2 separate regions of the Mus musculus genome follow, and region 1 is linked to region 2. A link is a contact called in public Hi-C data. All regions are on one chromosome and are shown on one strand. The core of a region is the stretch at or near the end of the contact, and the rest is flanking DNA. Distances in the headings are between cores, read along the strand shown.

The links. Hi-C and Micro-C count contacts between places; a contact is called where the count stands out from the background.
Region 1: a Hi-C map of cerebellar granule neurons shows a contact between it and region 2, with 2.4 times the contacts expected there. The contact joins two enhancer-like sites. A contact is called at or near these places in 29 of 484 Hi-C or Micro-C datasets (the HL-1 cell line, cerebellar granule neurons, cerebellum and 8 more), 1 of 115 datasets of contacts at active chromatin or transcription factors (epiblast stem cells) and 1 of 9 other capture datasets (embryonic stem cells).

What each region holds. Positions count from the first base shown.
Region 1 is chr5:134,051,954-134,057,627 of GRCm38.p6, reverse strand. Gm40339 (a long non-coding RNA gene) reads left to right here. Exons shown (of 6, transcript XR_868578.3): 5 at 1,153-1,241. Gm40340 (a long non-coding RNA gene) reads right to left here. Exons shown (of 3, transcript XR_868579.2): 2 at 4,673-4,866; 3 at 3,311-3,382. Among named protein-coding and RNA genes, the nearest start is that of Gm40340, 4.0 kb to the right of the region's middle. Within about 2 kb of position 3,012, at least 4 of the 459 cell types and tissues checked have an H3K27ac peak or open chromatin away from gene starts, as enhancers often do. A contact at or near this core is called in cerebellar granule neurons and cerebellum, where this site is marked.
Region 2 is chr5:133,914,441-133,919,768 of GRCm38.p6, reverse strand. It overlaps the pseudogene Gm2404. Among named protein-coding and RNA genes, the nearest start is that of Gm40340, 130 kb to the left of the region's middle. Within about 2 kb of position 3,953, at least 4 of the 459 cell types and tissues checked have an H3K27ac peak or open chromatin away from gene starts, as enhancers often do. A contact at or near this core is called in cerebellar granule neurons and cerebellum, where this site is marked.

The sequences.
Region 1 (5,674 bases), core at 1,763-4,262, 140 kb before region 2:
GTGTGTGTGTGTTTGTGCAGGTGCCCACAGAAGTCAGGAGAGGATGTCAGATCTCCTGAAGCTGGAGTTACAGGTGATTGTGAACTGTCTGATGTGGGTGCTGGGACCTGAACTCAGGTCTTCTGCAGGAGCTGCACGCACCTTTAACTGCTGAGCCACCTCTCCAGCCCCCATGCTAGTGCCTTGATCTCTGAGATCAACTTAATCACAGGTCAATGAGATGTCTGCTATACATGACAATCAGATGTGTTACTTCACGGGAGGTGCCGCACGCATTCCCATCCTTGTAGAAAAGGCTCCATGAAACTTTGCTCTTATTAGCTATAAATAATACCTTCCCTGTTTATTTATCCTTCGTCACATTCCACAAATAGCTGAAGTAGCTTATGCTAAAACAACACAATAAGAAAGACAGGGTGTTGGGGGCACAGGGCAGGGAGATAGCTCAGGATAAAGGGAAAATAAAAGGGAAACAGAAAGCCTGAGAATGACATGCTCACAGGGGTGTGACAAGAGCAGATGGACAGGTTTTATGATTTCAGGATGGTGTAAAAATGACAGGCATTCCATATAAACAGACCTTTGAATCTTGAAAGGAGCAATTGTTCCATTTGCACTTTTATATTGTTCATTGCAGGGACAGAACCTCATGCCTTATGCAGGTCAGGTCAGTACTCTACCACTGAGCCATGCCCCAGCCATGCCCCACGCTCCCTTGGGGATTCTAGGCAGGGCTTTACCACTGAGCCACACCCCTCAGCCCCTCACTGGGAGGTTCTAGGCAGGTGCTCTACACTGAGCCACGCCCCCCTCATTTGTCACCTTTTAATTTCCCCAGCTCCTATATTCTTATTTCTAGACAACCACTAATCTACGTTCTGTCTGTGAATTTTCCCACTTGGGGACATCTCATTTAAGTGGAGAGATGTACTATGTGGCTTTTATGTCTAGCTTGTCTCTCCAAGGACAGCGTTTATTTCAAGATGCATCTATTTTGTTGCATTCATCATAATTTCATCCTTTCAAAGGCAGAGTAATATTCCACTACACAAGTCTATCACCTTGCATTGAGTAATGCATCCATTATGTACTACTCTCTTAGTTTCATTTCTTGTTGCTGTGAAAGAGGGATTATTTGGTTTCTGATTCCAGGTCATAGATGGCTGTCACTGTGGAGAAGTCAATGCCGCAGGAACTTGAAGCAGCCTCTCACATCTGCAGTCAAGAGCTGGAAGTGGGAGGTGAGATGTCTCAGTGGGCAGAGGAGCTTGCGGCCAAGATTGATGACCTGAGTTCACGCCCATGGTGAAAAGAGAGAACTGACTCTTGAAAGTTGTCCTCTGGCTTCTATAGGCCTCCACTCCTTCCAAAATATATGGAATAAAAATATAGAATCTAGGGGTGGGGTGCTGAACAGATGGCTCAGTGGTTAAGATTACTGGCTGCTCTTCCAGAGGTCCTGAGTTCAATTCCCAGCAACCACATGGTGGCTCACAACCATCTGTAATGTGGTCTGATGCCCTCTTCTGGCATGCAGGTGTACATGCAGATAAAGCACTCATATATAAAAATAAATAAACCTTTTAAAAAAGGACAAAAGTATAGAATTCTGAGAAAGAGCCAAGAGAAAATGAATATAGGCTTGTGCTTTGCTCTCTTTCTTTTTGCCTGTCTTTCTCTGTCTGTCTGTCTGTCTGTCTTTATCTCTGTCTCTCTCTCTTGTGCCATCTTACATAGGATCCCCTGATAGACAATGATGCCTGTGTGTGGATGAAAATGGGATCAGCCAGCTCCCCACTCTTGCTGCCCCGATGGGCTCTCTCCTGATCATAAGCTAAAACAAACACCTTTCCCTTAAGTTGCTTTTGATCATGGTATTTTATCAAGCAACAGAAAAGCAATTGATATACACAAAAAAGAAAAGAGAAGGAAAGAATGACTCTCCACAGCCTCCTCTTTCCCCCCAACTGCCAGTAAGGGGTGGGGCCTGGAAAGCCCCTCTCCTATCTTTGTCAGAATTTTGCCTGGCTCAGTCTTGTGCAGGTGACATGGCTGCTGTGCATCCACGACTTCAGCAGCCATGTCAGGTACAGAAGTTTGCATCATACAACTTGACTCTCTCCTCTGGTGCTTACGTCTTAGCAAAATAACAAATCATGAGGGTCTATGGCTTCCTCAGCCACAGACTTTTGATCAGGACTATAATACCAGGAATAGAATTCCCTTCTGTGAATCAGGCCACAAGTCCAATCAGAACGTGTGTAGCCACCCCATTACAGCCATGCCAACTATTTCACTGGTGGACACATCTCATCTGGGAGGTTGATATTGCAGCATTTAGGGTCTAGCACCGGCTAAGGTCATTGATGGCTTTTCTCCCCAGAAGCTGCATAGCCTCTCCTGGCACTGTGACAGTTGGATGCTGTCACCCATTTTCCACACAGCACATCCTTCCTGTCGCTGCATTTACAAATCATTTCCTCATTACGTTTGTCTGACAAGGGCAATCAATGCTTAGCTTGGTCTCTCCACTCTTAGATAGGTCTAGGGAATGGTGCTGCCCACAGTGTGCTCGGTCTTCCCACATCAATGAACTGTCAAGACAATGCCCTACAGCCAACCCAATGTAGCCTGTCCTTCACTGAGACTCTCATCCCAGGTGATTCTAGGTTGGGTCACGTTGGCTTGTGAGCATGAGGACCCAAGTGTGCTCTCTACAGATCATGTTGAAAAAAAAATCCAGGTGTGGTGGCACTTGCTCTATACTCATGCCTGAGTGGCTCGGAGCCAGAGTTGGAGCAGCGGTTTGTGTGTCCAGGATGAACAAGAAGGCGCTCAGCATCTCTGTTGTAAACAAGAGGCGAGAGGCTGATAGATGGCCTGAGCTGATTCTCCATTGCTGCTTCCTTGCTGTTTTGAGGCTCTTCCCTGCTGAGTCCTTCTGTCTGATGTTACATCTCACTGAAGACACACAGAGCAACAGCTGACACTGTCAGCAGGGTAACTGCCTCTCAGCTTGCTCTCAGTGGTACCTGCCAGTGCTGATGACATGTGAGCCCTAGCTGTGACATTGATCCCTCTTCCATCCTGAATGGAGACAGGAGCTTGGGAGCCTTTCCTTTCCTGAGACATGGTGGAGCGGCAGGATTTCATACAGGGCTCATTTTAGTTTCATTGGTAATAGCCAGGAAGAAAAAAAAAAGGCAAAATTTCTTGTGTGTTTATTTATTTACATCCCAAATGTTGTCCCCCCTCTGGGTCCCCCCTCACAGAGTCCCTACCCCCAAACCCTCTTCTCTGAGCTGGAAGCCCCCCACCCTGGTGAATCATGTCTCTGCAGGACTAAGTGCATCCTCTCCCACTGAGGCCAGACAAGGCAGCCCTGTTGGAGAATAGATAACACAGTCAGGCTACAGCTTCAGGGAGAGGCTCTGCTGCAGTTGTTGGGGACCCACATGGAGGCTGAGCTACGCATATGCTATATATGTGCCTGGGGCCTTGGTCCAGCCGTGTATATTCTTTTGTTGGTGGCTCAGTCTCTGAGAGCTCCCAGTGGTCCAGGAAAGTTGACTCTATTGGTCTTCCTATGGAGTTCATGTCCCCTTAGGGGCCTCCATTCCTTTCCCCAAGTTTCCCATAAGAGTCCCTGAGGTCCACCCAGTGTTTGGCTGTGAGTCTCTGTGTCTGTTTCAGTCAGTGGAACTACAATGCCATTAGAATGTCAGATGTCAGGGTTTTTAATTTTCTGTCTCATTTGTCTTCTCCTTCATCTCCTCTTCTTTTCCCTCTCTCTCCTTCTCCCCTCTCTCCCCCCTCCTCCTTCCTTTCCTTCTCCTTCTTCTTGAGATAAGGTTTCCTTCTGTTGGTGTGTTCCTAGCCCCTTCAGGGTCTTCAATCCTTCCCCTAACTCTTCTGTAAGAATCCCCGATCTCCATCCAATTTTTGGCTCAGAGTCAAAAAAGGAAGCCCAAGAATAGCCTCAAACTCATTATGTAGCCAAAGTTAAGGAAGAACTTGAACCATCCTCCTGTCTCCACTTCTTGATCACTGGGATTATAGGTGTGTACCACCACACCTGGTGTGTGCTGCTGGGGATGGAAGCTGGGGATTTATGCCTGTCAGGCAAATGCTCTACCTACTGGGTTATGTCTTTAGCCATCTAGTCTCTCCCACTCCCTCACTTTATAAGACAGGGTTTCTCTGGGATTTCTCCATGTAGATCTGGCAATGAACTTGCTCTATAGACCCAGTTGGTCTGGAAACTCAGAGATCCACCTGCCTCTGCTTCCTAAGTGCTGGAATTAAAGGTGTGACCATCACTGCCCGGCTATCTAATCCCTTTCTTAGAAGAGGGATAGTCTGACTGTGAGTGGTGGTACATTCCTTTAATCCCAGCACTTGAGAGGCCAAAGCTGAGGATCTCTGTGAGTTCAAGGCCAGCCTGGTCTATATAGCAAGTTCCAGGCCAGCTAGAGATACATTGTGACAAGAAACAACTTTAAAAAAAGGAGCTCACAGATCAAGATATTGTCTGCCATGTCAGGGAAGCTCAAATAACAGGAGAAGGAGGCACTGGCCCCATGGCACACATGGCCAGGACACATGAATGTATGAACTCCACTCATACATTGGTGCCTTGCCAATAGAATCTGCCTGCCTGCAATTAACATACGTGTTTCTTGAGGTTGGTGAGACGAGATGGCTCAGGGGTTAAAAGCACTTTCTGTTCTTGCAGAGGACCTGAGTTTGGTTCTTGGGACCCACATGATGGCACACAACTTCCTGTGGCCCCAGTTCCAGGGACATCTGATACCCTCTTCTGGCCTCTGTGGGTACTGCACTCATCTGCAGCTATGATGTCCTCCCCTGTAATTAAAAAATAAATTTCAAAAGGATCTTTCCATATCAATCAAGATAATACCCTGTAGTTGAGCGTGGTTGCAAGTGCCTTTAGTTCTAGCACTTGGGAGGTGGGGGCACGTGAATCTTTGAGTTTGAGGCCAGCCTGGTCTACAGAGTGAGTTCCAGGATAGCCAGGGCTACACGGAGAAACTCTAGCAAGCAAGCAGGCAAGCAAGCAAGCAAGCAAGCAAGCAAGCAAGAGATGATACACACAGGCACGCCCAGAGCCCTATCTCCCAGATGATTCTAGAACCTGTTAAGTTTGACAACTAGCACTGAACATCACGGTGACCAGACCTCACCCTTGTTGAGCACACACTCACCATGCATGGTCTTAAGCCCAGCTAGGCCTCTCTTGTGGCTTTGACTGGGCCTTGGCAAATACTTAATGACCAGAATGCTTCTTTATGAGGGGCTCTGGGGCTCATTTGTGCACTAGTCGGGCCTGATGTTTTGTAAGGACTCAGGAAAGGGGATACATGGGGCAGGAGAGCAGGAGTGGGCTACCCAGCTTGCCCTTGTGATCTAATTGTTTGCTCGATGCCCTGCCTCCCAGTGGTTCATTCCAGTTCCTTCTCACAACTTCTGTGCTTCAGGCTGGCTGGGAACTCACCGTCCTCTTACAGTCTCAGATTCCTGGGTGCTGGAGTCATGGGAATGAGCCCTTACTATGCCCATGGTTCTCAAGCTAACCTTCTTCCCTCCCTCCCTCCCTCCCTTCCTTCCTCAATTTCTTTTATTCTAAAGATTTATTTTTAAGGTTCTAAAAATG
Region 2 (5,328 bases), core at 2,704-5,203:
AAGTGAACCGGAGCCACTTCAATTGCTGGCTACTTTATACCTGGGACCTTCACTAACCAGATCCAAGCAGTCTTTCAGAAGCCATGGCTTCTAGTGTTGACTGATCCCAAGGCTGACTACCAACTCCTTAGAAAGGCCTCTTAAATCAACCTGCCCACCATTGCTCTGTGTAACACAGATTCTCCCCTGGGCTATTCGGGTATTGCCATCCCATGTAACAAGGGAGCTCACTCAATGGGTTTGATGTGGTGGATGCTGGCCTAGGACGTACTGCACATGTGAGGTACTATCTCCCGTGAGCATCTATGGGAGGTTATTCCTGATCTTTACTTCTACAGAGTCCCAGAGGAGATTGAGAAGGAGGAGAAGGCTGCTGTTGAGAAGGCTGTGACCAAAGAGGCATTTCAGGACAAATGGACTGCACCAGCTCCTGAGTTCACCTTTGCTCAGCCTGAGGTGGCCACCTGGTCTGAGGGTGTACAGGTACCCTCTTGTGCCCATCCAGAAGTTCCCCACAGAAGACTGGAGTGTGCAGCCAGCCACTGAAGATTGGTCAACAGCTCTCACAGTGCAGGCCACCGAGTGGGTTGGAGCTACCACTGAGTGGTCCTGAGCCCCTCTGCAGACATCTAAGCAAAGGAAAAAAAGGTTGAAGGAAAGTAAAGTTCCTAAAAGATGAAAAACAAAACATGGTATAAGTAGCTCAAACTGCCCTCTAGCGACCCTTTCCAGTCTTTTCTCACACAAGCTTCTTTCACACCAACAATGGTTAGCAGCCGTCATGGTGCCATAATTTTGTAACACATCAATGCGTTTGCTTACCATGACATAAATCTTCACTCAACTTTAGTGATTCCCTTCTTAGAAAATCTCCTGTGTTCTTCTCTCATGAGGCAGGTTTGATTACTACCACACCAGGCAACTACCTGGTCTCTGTCAGGTCTGTGTGTCTGTGGGTGTTTTCTTTTGTTGATCTGGTTTTAGATTTGTCTTCTTGTCAAATTAAACAACATTGTGTAGCTATTTCCTCTGAGTGGAAACGGTCCTTCCTATAGGGAGGGGGAAAGCTCATACAACTTACAATGTTCAGGAAATGTGTGCAATTTATAAGCCTCAGGCAACACACACAATTTACAAGTTTCAGGAATTTCAGGAAACCTACAAAGCTCAGAAAGCTGCAAGATTCACAAGGCCTTTACCTAAGGTTGTATTAGCAGTAGCAATTGCTGACAAAGATGGCTCTTTTCCATGGAGCTTCCTGGAAATTGTTCAAGGAACTCCAAAGATACAGCTTTTGTCAGTTGTTGCAGAGCTATGCTGGGGTTGGCTTTTTGGTGTCACAACTGTCTATGCTCTTTTAAGCAAATAAATGTTCATCACTGCTCCTGTCAGTAACTCAAACAAACTCATTCCTTGGTCTGTCGTTAGTGCTCTAATAGCTGTCACTTTGCCTTATATGTAAGCCATGTAGATGTTTTCTGGTGATTGAAATATTCTTTCATGGAATGGGGGAAGCTCCTAAAACACCCAAGCAACTTATAAGAACCAGAGGCTCAGGAAACTTATCAGACTTGTTAGGCTCTTCCCCTTTCTTATACAAGAAACAACTGGTAAGTGATAGGCAGCTCTTCAGTGGTTTAGCTGCCTGCACATTGTGCAGGGATCTACATCCTAGTGTGTGTGGTTTTTTTGGTAGTGAAGGTGCTGAAGCTACCTGTGCTCTTGTAAGTAACCCCAATAAAGTCACTGGTTCACCAAGCTTCAGTTGGATGGAATTATGTCTTTGGTCTGTTGGTGGGATCAGAGAAAATCCTGATGCAGTGAGGTCCTATGTGAATGTGTGCTGGTGACATGGGAATGACCATGCCAAGGATCTCAAGAGCCTCATACTTACAGGGAAAAGGCAAAGCCTTCCCCAGGCTAGGCTCATTTCCCCAGGAAAATGGTAGAGTCTTCCTGGACTGAGTATGAATGTTGATAGTGCATGTAGGAAATGTCCATGGAGTTTTCTTCCTCTGGATATTTGCAGTCTGAAGACTGCTCCCCTGTAGAGACCTCTCCAACTGAGATTAACTAAGCCTGCCTCCTTGGTCCAGCAGTATACCAGAGACTCTGGCTCCTTATTTATCTGTAATAACCTCAATTCCTTGTTCAGCTATATGCAATAACCTACCTCTCTGTTCAATGTTAAATAAACACTGAGCTTCTGGGGGTGCTGTGGCTTCCCCATCAGAGAGACCAGTCCATATAATCCCACAATTTTTGTGTGTCCATGTGTCAGTTCATCTGTTAATTCTTAAGTTCTCTTGGCTCCTCAGTTGGGTCCATCTCTGGAGCCTTGAAAGGACTTGGTCATCTGTCTTAGCCTCTCTATCTAGTGTGAATTAATATAGTCCACCTTGGCAAAGGCTCACAACAATGTTTTAAGTTTCAATTATTCCCAAATGTTCCTAGCATCATGTCCAGTGATCAAGCTCTTTGCAAATGTTCCATTTCTAAAGATCAAGTAAAGGAAATGAATTATGGATGCTGAATGTCTTCCATTCGTCAATCCTATTCGACTCTGCTGCTGAGGCCCTGGGCTCCTAGGACGAAGAGGAATAGTCTCATTTTGCATCTCTGTCTTCAGCACTAGGTTGACATTTCTCCAAAAGTAGGTCTTTTCTCTTCACCTGCAGTGAGGTTCTTTCCCCCATTATAACACAAGGTAAAGAGAAGGCTGGGGCATGGCTACTTATAACCCCAACCAACCAACAATTTTTTCTAAAACTGTGCACTAAGGTTGGAGATTCTATTGTGATTATGCCTATGTTTGTGGACAGAAATATGGACACAATCATTGTTATAGAAGGGGTGAGTGAACTCCTGAAGACCAAAATTTGAAAAGGAGACAACACTAGGACTTGGATACCTTTTTTTTTTTTTTTTAACTATCACAAGGCCCTTCCTTCTTAGAGACAGTGGCTCTCATCTCTAGTGTTCCTTTATGTTCAGAAAGATGTAATGTTTGCCAGTAAACATCACTTCCACTTTTCTCTGAGTTGCTTGCCACTCTTCTAACTAGTTAATGGAGAAAATGAACTCACTAGCCTAGAGTGATGTCCACTCTTACTTGGTGTCTTAGGGTTCTATTGCTGAGAAGAGACACCATGACCAAGTCAACTCTTATAAAGGCAAACATTTAATTAGGCCTGGCTTACAGTTTCAGAGGTTCAGTTCACTATCATCATGGTGAGAAGCAAGGCATCATTCAGGCAGACATGGTACTGGAAGAGCCAAGAGTTCTACATTATGATATGAAGGCAACAAGGAGGAGAGAGAATGCCATCTGCAGGCACCCAGGAGGAGGGTTTCATTCCATACTGGGCAGAGCTTGAGAATAGGACCTCAAAGCCTCCCCACAGTGGCACACTTCCACCACCAAGGCCACACCTACTTTAACATTGTAACACCTCCCACTTTCTGGGCTAAGCATATTCAAACCACCACACTTGGTGAGGTAGAAGGTAAGCAAATGCCCTGAGAGGCAATAGATATAGAGGCAAAATGCCCCAGTAGAATTCATTGCCTTTACTTGCTTGGATCTGGCATTGCTTTAAAGTGGATGAGCTCATGGTTCCTGTGCCAGGCAGAGAACTCACTTCCTGGGCAACCAAACTCCTCCACCTGCAGTGCTAGAGAGTCCTAATGTGCTTGCCTGCCCAGTGGGATTTTTTTTTCACATGTCCTCAGTGTAGTTCTGCCTGGAATTTGGAATCCATATGATAAACAACAGTTGGTCATGAGTTACTGAAGCCTATTGGCTAACTATGGAACAGAATGCTTGCCAAAGGAGGCTTTTGATTGAGCCTAGGCCAATCAGGATGAAAATGGGCAAGTCAGTTGCTGTTTTGTCTCCAACTTGGCTCTGAGGTTAGGAGATCCATATCAGGCAAGCCTGCAGTGATTCTTCACACCTTGATCTGAAGGCAACCAGGAGGAGAGAGACTGCCATCTGTAGGCAGCCAGGAGGAGGGTCTTATTCCATACTGGGAAAACCTTCCAGATTCAGTTCCTGATTCCTGAGTGATGCTCACATGGCTTCTGGGTGGGAGGTGCCATCTCATGCCCTATCTTATGGTGCCATCTCATGCCCTATCTTATTGAATTCTTCCATGAAACCTGTGACAGACATGGAGCTTGGTTCTTATTTTAAAGTTTTAAAAATTAAAGTTGAGATATGAGATGATAGGACTGAAGCTGCAATTAGATTTTTTTCACTCAAATTTGAGAATACACTCTGTCAATGGCCTGCCTGCCTGCCTGCCTTCCTTCCTTCCTTCCTTCCTTCCTTCCTTCCTTCCTTCCTTCTTTCCCTTTTTTCCTTCTACCTTTTACCATCTCCTCCCACTCTCCAAGTCTCTCTTATTCCTCTATCTCTTCCTGGCAGGTATTAGAGAAATCCAGGCAGGGAAAAACCCCAGGTCCCAACCATCACCACTGTCTTTACCCTTTTCCATTTTATAGTTCTGCACTGCTGGGGTTAGAGTCCAGGGCCTTGAACATGCTGTATAAGTTCTCCACCACTGAGCCAAACCCCCAACCCATCACTGGGGGATTCTAGGCAGGTGGTTCATCAATGAACTATGCTTTCAGCATCTAGATGAGCAGGGATTTAGACATGCATGGTTGTGCCTTGTTTGTCTTATATGGGTTCTGGGGATCTGAACTCAAGGACTTTCCTGATTGAGCCAATCCTTCCGTCCTTCTTTTGCTGTCAAGAGTCAAAAGTGGGCATCTCATGAGATTAATGGCATTATGTAACTAGCCTAAAATTGGACACATTTAATTTTAAAAGACTTATTTTATTTCTTTAATGCTTCATATGGTAGAATCTGGCCATGTGGTCACCTAGCAAAACTCATGTGGCATTTAGAAGGAAGAAGTTTCCGAATGTTTATATGTATGTCTGTGGATGGGTATATGTGCATGTGAGTGTAGGTGCCCAAGGAGCCCAGCAGAGAGCATCACATTCCCTGGAGCTGGAGTTACAGGTGGTTGTGTGCCATCTGGTGTGGATACTGGGATCTAAACTTGTGTCCTCTACAAGAGCAATCCATACTCGTAGCTGCGGGACCACCTCCCTAGTCTTTGCCATATCCATTTTTAATTGGAAAATTTACATCATGGAAGGTCTAGGGTATGCAGGTACATTGACTTGTGTGTATGTGGAGGTCAGGTGAGAATCTTAGCTATTGTTCCTCCAAGTGTCATCTATTTGTTTATATTGAGGTAGGGTCTCTCACTGGCTTGGAACTTATCATGTAGCCTAGGCTGTCTAGCCAGTGA